2 separate regions of the Hordeum vulgare genome follow, and region 2 is linked to region 1. The links are chromatin contacts, called in public Hi-C maps. All regions are on one chromosome and are shown on one strand. The core of a region is the stretch at or near the end of the contact, and the rest is flanking DNA. Distances in the headings are between cores, read along the strand shown.

The links. Hi-C and Micro-C count contacts between places; a contact is called where the count stands out from the background.
Region 2: a Hi-C map of seedling shows a contact between it and region 1, with 2.0 times the contacts expected there. The contact joins the promoter of LOC123406996 here to the promoter of LOC123409309 in region 1. A contact is called at or near these places in 2 of 6 Hi-C or Micro-C datasets (leaf and seedling).

Annotation. Positions count from the first base shown.
Region 1 is chr7H:623,952,759-623,958,235 of MorexV3_pseudomolecules_assembly, reverse strand. It overlaps LOC123409309, which reads left to right and starts at 2,925. Exons shown (of 3, transcript XM_045102247.1): 1 at 2,925-3,404; 2 at 4,212-4,348; 3 at 4,538-5,477. The coding sequence starts at 3,192. The coding sequence ends at 5,189.
Region 2 is chr7H:624,169,897-624,175,373 of MorexV3_pseudomolecules_assembly, reverse strand. LOC123406996 (gibberellin-regulated protein 3-like) reads right to left here and starts at 2,723. Exons shown (of 3, transcript XM_045100018.1): 1 at 2,478-2,723; 2 at 2,326-2,398; 3 at 1,832-2,208. The coding sequence starts at 2,597. The coding sequence ends at 2,021. LOC123406994 (delta(24)-sterol reductase) reads right to left here. Exons shown (of 3, transcript XM_045100017.1): 2 at 4,316-5,477; 3 at 3,284-4,052. The coding sequence ends at 3,609. It overlaps LOC123406993, which reads left to right. Exons shown (of 8, transcript XM_045100015.1): 5 at 1-139; 6 at 313-414; 7 at 534-705; 8 at 1,180-1,656. The coding sequence ends at 1,386.

The sequences.
Region 1 (5,477 bases), core at 1,676-4,175:
TAATTTGTTTCCAGGATGGAAATAAGCCAGAAAGCAAGGAGAATAATGGAAAGACGCCGCTAATCTTAGCTTAAGCACCACAAAGCAGGGTGCTGTTCTGTGGTGAGCCCACCTTGATGGAAAGCACCAACCTCTGTCTTTGAAAACGGTGCAGATTCTTCGGCGAACAGCGAGCGAGGTACTAGTGTTTCACATACTTTTTTTTTCTTCTTGATACAAATGTTTCACTTACCTGTGTAACGGAAAAAAAAAGAGGGGCATTTGATGAAGAATCATACTGTCTGTGTACCTAAGAATACTACGTAGTACAGCACCGCATGCCTAACAGAGCTGCATGAAGCATGATTATTAAACAGTAAGGACTCATGATGTTGATTTTCCATCCTTCTATCCAACAAACATGATGTTGCCCGCCAAGGTAAGGTAGGGTAGTTTTCCAATGAAGGCATGAAGATTCCAGGAGGATTCTCATATGTACTAGTACCACCTTATGATTGTACTCTTCTCTACTGTTTTCTGTTAACTAGGTCTGATGCCAGTGAGAGATGCCAACAACTGGCTGGCTAGTAGGGCAGGTTTGATTGGCCAATCCAGGGAAGTTTACTCATGAAATAAGTCTCTTTATTTTTTTGAGAATTAGTAAGTCTATTCGGTCAATGCAACTATGTGGTACTAGTAGGGCCTTTGTAGTTGGACAGCCAGGATGCACTTGGTCAAAGAGGCGATGGATTCCTTTGTCTTTGTGGTTTGGCACAATCTGGCCCAGACCAGCTGACCAAAACAAAACAAAAGGTAGGCCGATGTCTTCAGATGGTGTATTCTGAATTTATTTTCTTGTTCTTCATGAATCGAAAGACATATGCATGGGGCATATGTCATTTGCTCTCTTTTATTTTTATTTGTGGAAAACATATTATTATTATTATTATTATTATTATTATATCTTATATTTGAGGATCTAAACAGCTTTGCCTACAGTTTACGCCAACTCATATAGTCGGGAAAAAAATTGGTTGTTATTTTACCAAACTGATTACTGCCTCTACACAACAACTCTGTAAGCTGGCAGTTTGCTTCATGTTTAGAAAGTGTTGGACTGGTAGAGTAGGATTCTTGCAGGTTTAATTTGACATCTTCACCTTAAGCATCTACTTCTTCTTAAGCAGTGCCAGAGAATACACTAGAATGACCACTTGTTCGTTTCTGCTGCCAGCGCAAGCTGCGTCGGCCCTCCCGGCTATGTGTTAACTCTGAATTCAAAAAATATATATAAGTAACTCATAATTTTTTTTGTCAAAGAGTCATGAGGTTTAATGACGGCACATGCTCTCGACCTCTTTGATTGGACCTTTTTCATAGTCGGAACTATATACTTATATGTAACCAATAAACTGGGCAAGGATCTAATGAAGATTCGTAGATGTGCTAGTACAACATAAGTTTGACAATGGTGTATCTCTGAGTACATTTGCACCTAATCGAGAAAAACACAAATCACTGCCAGTTGTGCACATAAGCAATGATAAATGTGTAGTGGTAGGTACCTAAGTGTAAACTAACACAAATCTCCTTGGCATGAAGGTTCCAAGGAGAGCTTCTCATATGTACCTGTATATGCTTGTTTCTTTTTGCTGTTCTCTCCTGTTGTTGTTATTGTGTTAAGCAGATCTGATGATGCCAATGAGATGTTCATGTGTGCAACAAGTGGTTGGCTAGTAAGCCAGGTTTGACCGGCCGGTCAGGAAAGCATGCATACCTATGAAACAACAGGTCTACTTGGTCAATTCAACCATGTTGTGGTACTGGTGCCTTCCTAGTGGAAGAACTTGGTCAGCAGGGAGGTGATGCCTTTGTCTTTGTGGTCGGGCACAGTTTGGCACAATCTGGACCCAGACTATCTGACCAGAAACAAAAAGGTAGGCAGATAGATGTATTGAGATGCTGTATTCTGGATTTCAATCTTTTTTCTTTGAAAATCGAAAGAAACATGCATGTGGCTTATTGTGTATGCTTTTTGTTGTTGTTGAGGTAATTGTATGATCGTTTGATTATTTCCTGTACTCATTTAAAGATCTATAAATTTTGCCACGAACTGATTACTGCCTGTACACAGCTGTGGAATCTTGATGTATTCTTTTGTTTTTTGAGGGAAGGAAGCTTGATGTTTAGAAAGTGTTGGGGGGTGGTAGAGTAAGAATCGTGGTTGTTTGACATCTTCACCTTAAGCATCTTCTTGGTGTGAAGCAGTGTCAGAGAATGCACCGGTTAATAATCAACAAGTGTGCAAGATTTTAATCAAGCACCTGTTCATTTCTGCCGCCGTCCCGGCTGCGTCGGTGCTCCCTCCCGTTAACCCACCATATACTCCCTCCGTACCAATATACTCACTCCATCTCAAAATAACTGTCTTAAGCTTAGTACAACTTTATACTAGAGCTAGTATGAAATTTGAAACAGTTATTTCGGAACGGAGGAAGTAATTATTATCTCTGCCTTATTATTATATTTGTACTTCCTCGGTCTCAAAATTTTTATCTTGAATTTGTCTAGATATGAATGTATCCAGTCACGTTTTAGAATTTAGATACATCTATTTCTATATATACCTAAGGCAAGAACGGAGGAAATAATAATTTAATATTGAATTTATGGTATTTATTTTAAGACGGAGAAAGTGTTTCTGAAGAAAAAAACAATTCTTGCGTTCTTTTCTCTCCAAAAAATTTAAAAAAACAATTTTTTATTTATTGATGATGTGGGGGCGTGTGAAGAGGAGGAAGCAGCGGCAGTCGGCGAGAGAAGTAGTGGAGCGTGGAACACGCCGGCCACGTGCACCCCCACCTCCACCTCCTCCCCGAACCGCGTAACCAAACCAGCCGTAGGTTATTAGAATAAAAATCAAATCTTTGCAGGGAGAAAGCGGCCGTCGGTTGATTAAGGCGCCGGGGAAGAGCAGAAGCAGAGGAGGCTTCGCTTTTGCTTTTGCTTTTGCTTGGCTCCTCTTCTTCCTCCCCCTCCCCCGTCGACAAGCAAAGCCCACCCACCCAACCACCCTCACAACCTACCCTTCCCCTCCGCATTTCTCCTCCCGGCCGCCGGGACGGGACGGGAGGGATCTGCCTGCCCTGCGCGATTTGTTTGATCTGGGGCCGCCGACGACAAGCGGGGGTTTCTTTTCCTGGTTTGTTGGTATGGGGATCTCGCACCCGCTCTCCGACGAGTTCTACGGAGGGCCCCGCGGAGGGCTGGGCTTGGGCGGCGCGCTCATGCTGTCGCCGGACCGGTCGCCGCCCTCCTCCCCGCCGTCCTGCTGCTCGCCCGTCCATGGCCAGGAGGGCTTCCTCCAGCACCAGGTGTCCCGGATGGACACGCTCGCCGGCATCGCCATCAAGTACGGCGTCGAGGTATCTTCTCCCACCCTCTCTCTCTCCATCCCTGCTAGTTTGGTGGAGTTGCTGCTGAGTTGCACGCAGAAAAACAACGGTGATATTCTTCCTACTGAATGCAAGGAACAACACTATTATCAAGGAATTTCGGTAGAAAAAACTTGTCATGGAGTCTGTGTCTCGTGCCGAGTCTGCTCTACTTCAAAGACAAGAGAGGGAGGACTTGTCCCTGACAAAGATCCAAACATTTACCTGTGTTCTCCCTAGTTTGCGCCTGCCTGGTGCTGCTATGGCCTGTGTCTTGCTCCACCTGAAAACACGCTGTGAACCAGAGACGTTCATGGCCATGTATGAAGTAATCCTGCAATGTGATGCAAAAACTCTGATGAGCTTAGGGTGTCGCACCGAAACATTTCTGTATTTGCACTGCATTCCTCCGTGACAATATCCCAACATTACCCATGTTTTTCTCTGGCATGTGCCTGCGATATTACGCTAGTGCTTGTGCGGCCTTTAATCTTGCGCCGCTTCAGAATACTCCGTCAACTATGCACTTCAACGTAGTCACGGGCCATGTAGTCCTGCTATGAGCTTGATGCAAGCAAAAACACCGAGTTTCGACATCACGGGTCGTGCTTTCGCGGGGAGTCCGTGGGAGGAGTAACATGATGAAATGCTATTATGCATTTGCGTTGCACATCGATTTGGACCTCCTGTTGGTCAGGGTAGTTTAGTTGGTTCCAGTTGTCATTTTGGGGCTATCTCCCAAAGTACAAATACACCGAGTTTGGTTACCATGTTAAGATTATACTCCTTTCTGTGTAGATCTCGGACATTAAGAGGGCGAATAGTCTCGTGACTGACAGCCAGATGTATGCGCACAAGGCATTGCTCATACCTCTACCAGGAAGGCCCATGCCATCCTCTGTGAAGCTGAATGGATCCAGCCTACGGACGAAAAGGTAAAGATTTCCTCATGTTAATTTGTTCCATGTGATTTTGCTTCATGACATTTCACTCACGTTTTGACTATTTAGGTTGGTGTACATGGTATGTAAATACAATAGTCTTTGTTCTTTCATACCAGACATTTTTAATACTGCAGTTGAACTTAAGAACACTCTCTAAGCTATTCTCTGTTTTTTTTTCAGAGCGTGGGCTCCGAACAATCAGCAAAACAATCAGCAAAACAGGGACATTGTGACTTCACCAGATTCTGAAAAGACTAGACAGCAGCAGTCGTCGCTCGCAATGAGCAGCTTGCAGAGCTACTATGGCCTGAGTTCTCAAGGAGGAGATGACATGGATTTGAGTACAGAAATGTCCTTGTACAGCAAGGGAAGCTCCCAAGGTATTGGCAGCGAAATACTCCCAATTTCTTCTTCTCTGCCTGACAGTACACAGAGCACTGGCAGAGGCAATGGGGCGGCCAAAGAAAAGCAAGATGGTTCCATACGTCGGCGGCAGAAAGTGGAATCCGATACCCAGGACGACCTTCTGTCGGACTCGATCAAGATGATCAAGAGCTTCCTGCCGAGGCCGGTCTCCAGCATGCGTCTGAGTACTGACACGAGCAGCCCAGATACGAGCGCGAAGAACAACGGTGTCTCGTTTCTGAACGGGTTGAAATCCGTAGTGCGGAAGTCGCCGAGCGCGCCGAGCTTTGCGGACTCGGAGAACAATGGGGTCTCCATGTGGTCGAGCTCCAAGTGGACCTTCAACCACGAGTCCTTCACCCGTCCGTTGCTCGACGGCCTGCCAAAGCCCGCGGCGGGTCGCAGGATGAAAGCTGCTTTGGACTGAGTTTTAGTCTATGACTATGTAACGGCACAATAGAAGTGTTCTGTTTGTATGACCACTCTGCTGCTGCAAGCTCCATCTGTCATGCCATCATCACTATGAGCTGGGTTGAGAGGGGGAAAATGGAAGAGTTGACTTGGTTGGACATGATCTTCTGCCACCTCAATCCTTGTTCCTCATGGCGGCAATGATCGCATGACGGACTGCGGAGTTGTCAAACAACTTGCAGTTGGATCTTCACCCTCCTCATCCTGCTTTTTTCTCATGTGGCATCTGCTGCTAATTCATTAG
Region 2 (5,477 bases), core at 1,474-3,973, 220 kb before region 1:
TTCTACCTCAAGAGTCCAATAAAAGAAATAGCTCGCCGCCTTTCCATGTTAAAGATGATCAGCAGTTGGAGTCTACAGAGCTCATATTTGAATTTTTTGAATCCGAACAACCATTTTGGCGGCGACAATTATTTGACAGGTGAGATCGAGTCTTCTTTCATGAACAAAGGCGTCCAGTATTCTGGCCCTCATTTGTTAGCCCTTTTCATGCTCTGATATTGTAGTATAAACCTTCGTATTGTACACTGAACTCTAGGAAAGGTACTTTGTTTCTGAGATGATTTTATTGAAATCTCATTGCAATTTTACTAGGGTAAAGGACTTGGTTGGCGGTGCAAAACAATTGAATTGCCAAATATCAGGAGACCCAAAGAGTCTGGAGCTCAACCTGCACGATCTTCATCCTGCCTCCTGGTCCGTTCTATGCTCTAGTAGTATCTGACCCTTGATCAGCATGCATATTCTTGCATATAGATGTGTAGATCTATTGTGGGACGGCTGGTTTTCAGATAACACATTATTACCAATTTCAGGTACTGTGTTGCGTGGTATCCCATATATCGTATACCTGATGGGAAGTTCCAGGCTGCTTTCCTGACGTACCATTCTCTTGGACACTGGGTTCATCGACGAAGCTCATCAGACCAGGCTGGCCACGGTCATGCTGTTTTGCCAGTCATGGGTTTGCAATCTTACAACGACAAGGTAAGATGGCTGTTTTTCTGATGACACATGTTCACCGAAGATTGTTTAAGTTGGTGTTAAGACCCCAGACGTTGAAAGCCATGTTGGTTATGAGGTAAAATTGCAGGTGATGACGTGAATATCGCTGAACAAACTCCTAAAATGCTTGATGGTTCTCATTCGCCGCTTGCCAGCCCTTCATTGGGCTAAAGAGGGATCCTCGTCAGTCCCATTTTCGACAGATTCCAATTTAATATATTGTGGTTCCGTTCTAAGTCATGGTCAGAAAGTGTTATCAGGATGGTCCCAAGTCAATTCTCAGTGTGTTAGTTGGTAGTACTTAGTAGTCTGTCTGCTTTTGGCCAAGTGTATGTGTGGTTTCAGTCGACTAGTCGCCGAAACAAACAGAGTGGCTAGAGTGGTTGCTCGCTTATTCTTCGCTCTGGAAACGACGGATAATACATGGTGGATGACTCTTTGCATCTCGCGTTGCAGGGGGAGTGGTGGTTTCAGAGGAGCAGATCCGGTTCAGAAGATGCAGAGTCCTCGTCAAGCGAACCATCTCAGGTTCTTCAAGAACGGTTGTCGACGCTGAACCAAGCCGCGGCAGCCATGGCGAGGGCGGACGTGTGGAAGAAGGACCAGGCGCGGAGAAACAGGCACCCGGACTACGAGTTCTTCCTGTCCCGGCAGCAACGGTAGATAGCTCCAGATGCACCATGTTTCAGAACGGCTGACGGACGAACGCCTCTTCCCCTGTAACCAGAAGAACCTTGACGACTCAGCGGCGCCGTCCGCCTGTCACCTTCGTCAACAACCTGTATATATGTGTGGTAGTAGAGTGCATGTGAAGATGGTGCTGCTCAAATGACACCAGACGAGACCATGAGTTGTTGTTTAGCTCACTGCTTACTAGTGTAGTTGGGGTTGTTGATAGGTGCAACCCGTCTTTAATTCAAAATAGCTTGCTCACACCCGCCCGTGTGATGTGTCATGTGTGTACATATACGCCTGAAACTCAACTCAGACATGTGTCTAACCAACTCTGTGTAGATGCATAATATAGATCTGATGATGAACAACAGGTGTGCAGGAAATTAACAGAAGCTGTTGCACCATCTTCACCATCACAATCACAACATAGATCTGGTGACCAACCAACAGAAACTCTCTTTTATTTGATGCTAGGAGGAGGAATGATCACAAACCATTGTTCCCTGAGGGTGGGAACACTGCAGTGCAGAGTGGTGTCTGAAGATCACATACGTACTAGTAGGACATGACATGAGACCACATATCTGAAGGAGAGGAAGAAGAAGATGGTGTGGTGTAGGGACTAGGGGCACTTGAGCTTGCCGTTGTGGGGGTTGGTCATGGTGTCGTAGCAGGGGCAGATGTGGCGGGTGTCCTGGCCGGTGCCGGGGGGGACGCAGTTGCAGCGCTGGCAGCAGACGTTGCACTTGTCGTTGCACATCTCGTTCTTCCAGTTGTTGGCGCACCGGCCCAGGCACACCTTGGGGCAGTCTGCTCTCCGGTCCGGCATCGCCGCCGGCGAGCGCGAGGCAGCAAGGAAAGCAACCGCATCAGTGTATGTTATGTTAGGCTGAGCAGAGCTTGTGGTGTTTGTCAGAGCGTACGTACCTAGTCTGGGAGGCGGCTGCTGCTGCTGGAGCAGGGAGCTGCCGCTGGTGGGTCTCATGGCGCCGTGGTTCACCTGCAGCAGCGGAAGAAGGGCTCAGATCTGAGGGTAAAAAGGTGTGCTTTGCATTTGCATGCGTGTTTGATTGGCTTACCAGTGGATCGGAAGCGGCGGCAGGTTGGTGGTGGGTGGATAGGAGGAGCGTCAAGAGCAGCAGGAGAGGAGGAAGGAGGAGGCGAGGAGCGAGGAGCTGCTTCTGGCTGGTGGTCGCCATGGATGATAGCTTGAGGCCGGCAAGTGGGTGGGCAAGGGGTTTGTGAGGGTTCAAGCTTAAGGTATGGTATATAGGGGGAGGCTCCAGAGAGATCCGGGAGGAGGAAGGGTTGTCTGTCGCTTATGTAATGTAAATGCAATGCAGTGCAGCAGTGAAGCCGGCGTGGTGGTGGCAGAGCCGAGAGAGGAAGCAGAGCTAGCTACCACGGACACGGAGACCATGCCTCTGTGCTTATTAATGATTGCGCCTCTGTATGAATGTATGTACTCCGTATGTATGTGAGCATGTATGTCCCTCCCTCACATGCAGCTGCAGCGTCTCTCCCGTGACCGAGCAAGCACCCAGCAAGCACAGACACAATGATGGATGCAGTGCAGAGCCACCTTTGGTTGGTCCCAAGCAAGCAACCACACTAGTGCATCTTCATTCATCTTGGAATTTTTCTATCCCTGAATCAACTTCATCTGGCAACCAAGTGCAAGCACATTACTACACCATCAACATCACTCACTCACTCACTCAACAAGAGTTGTTAGTTCTCGTTCAGTTTTCACCTCCGAATCAGAAAAATGTTTGTGGCTTGTGCTTATACGTGCTGTCTACAACATCCCAACGTCATTCAGGTCCCCAGCTTGAGCTTGGCGCACAAGCACAAATCCTGGGAACGGATACATAGGCAGGCAGGGTTCACCACAAAGCATCCATCACATCATTATTCCAGTCAATCAAAACAGGGATAACAATAACATACACATCCTCCTGATTTAAGCTCTAACCAATTCCAATTCCACGGATAAGAAAAGGGGGCAAATCAAGCGCTGCCAGACAGCAGCAACGACAGAGTGCTACGCAATCCGAATCATCAGGTTCCAACGCTACACGATCCATCAAGTTCTACTTATTAATTAAGGAAGCAACCAAAAAAGGAAATCAATTAATCCACAGCTCCGAACGGCCGACGACGACCAGCATCTCCTCGTCCTCACAAGAAACCGAAACCGAAACATGGAGCTAGGCCTCGTCGGCGTAGGCGGGCTCGAGGATGGCGGCCTCGGCCTCCTGGACCTCCTTCTCGGACTTGCGCCCCTTCTTGCTCTTGTAGTAGACGCTCATGAAGGTGCCCACGGCGCCGTACTTCTGCCGGCAGTGCTCGTAGTGCGACGCGTCGAACATGCGCCAGAAGTCCTTCTCGTTCAGCTCCGTCACCGCGTACTGCGGCTGGTAGCTGTGGTTCTCGATCAGCCACTGCTCCAGCCGCTTCACCGCCTCCACGCCGTCGAACTGCTCCCCCCTGAAGATGAAGGCCGGCGTGTAGTACACCCCCACGTCCGTGAACATCTGCGCGTAGCTCGTGTCCCCCTGCCGCTGGTGGTGCTCGAACCCTGGCTCCGGGTAGATCATCGTCTTCACCGGAAGCTTGAACAGCCGGTGAGGGCACAGCCACAGCGGGTACACCTGTTACATCATCATCGTAATATTATCATGAGAAATACGTCCTTCCTTCCTTCAGTAGTTTCAGTCAGAGTAACAAACAGCATTCTTTCTTTCTTTCAGACTAATATTAGCAGCAATATCAGGCACCTATTAAGTACAGTACTATATCAACATTCAGTGAACATAAGCAGCAATATTAGGTACCTATTGTCATGATTTCCTGGTGAACAAAAAGGGTAGATGGTTTCATAGCAAATCCCTAGCAAAAGGGAAGATAAACGTACCTCCATTTCCTGGTGAACAAACTCCAGAGCGTCTCCAACCTTGTACAGGGGCACCAGCATGTCCTGGATGACATGGTTGTCATGGTAGTAGTTCCTGATGGCGTCGCCCTGGGTGGCCTTGAGCAGGGACACCTTGGGGGGCATCAGCCAGCCAAAGAGGAACCTGAACCAGAACTGGTCGCCGAAGGGCAGGATGAGCTTCCCCTCCCAGTACAGGCACCGGGTGTGCCTGTGGTAGTACTCCCTCGTAGGGATGTACTCCACAAACTCGCCCTTCTTCAGCGCCGTCTGCGCGTGCTGGTAGAACCATGGCTTGAACCACCACCCCACGCTGTTGATCTTGTTGCCCTTCTTCTTGGCCTCCTCCTTGGAGGCGTACACACCAGTCATCATGACGCCTTCCGTCGCGTTGTACACCATCCCTTCGACGAAGTCAGGGACCTTTGCAGGGTCACCGTCTCTCGGCGCGACGGCGTCGGCATAGGCCTGCGCCAACTCCTTCAGAGGGCCCTTCACCGGAGTGTAGGTGAGCCTCATGTACTCCTTGATGGGGATGAGCTTGATCTCAGCTGAAACAAGGAACCCAAGGGTTCCCTGAGACCAGGGCACGCCATAGAAGAGGTCGGAGTACTCGTTGTCCTTGGTGGCTCTGACGATCCGGCCATCAGCAAGGACGATCTCGAGCGCAACCACCGTGTCGGAGAAGAGCCCGTAGATGTGAGAGCTCCCTTCGATGCCGTAGCCATTGATGAGGCCGCCGACAGTAAGGTCGTCGAGCTCCGCCACCACGGCGAGGGAGAGGTTCATCGGGCAAGTGGCCCTGGATATCTGGCCCATGTTGACGAGCGGCTCGACCTTGGCAACCATCCTCTCGGCGTCGATCTCAAGGATGTTCCTGAAGGCGGAGAGGTCGACCTCGAAGTGCCTGACGCGCTTGTAGTCCACGTTGCGCATGCCGACGGCGATCCAGGGCTTCCTGGCCGTGCAGACGAGGCCGTCCTTCTTGGGGTTGCGCTGCTTGAGCCGCTTGACGACCTTCTGCACGTTGTCATCGTGCTCCTTCTGGCGCTTCTTCTCCGACTTCATGGCAGACCACATGTCGCCCAGGTAGATGTTGAAGTAGATGAGAGCGGAGGCCGGAAGGACCACGAAGATGACGAGG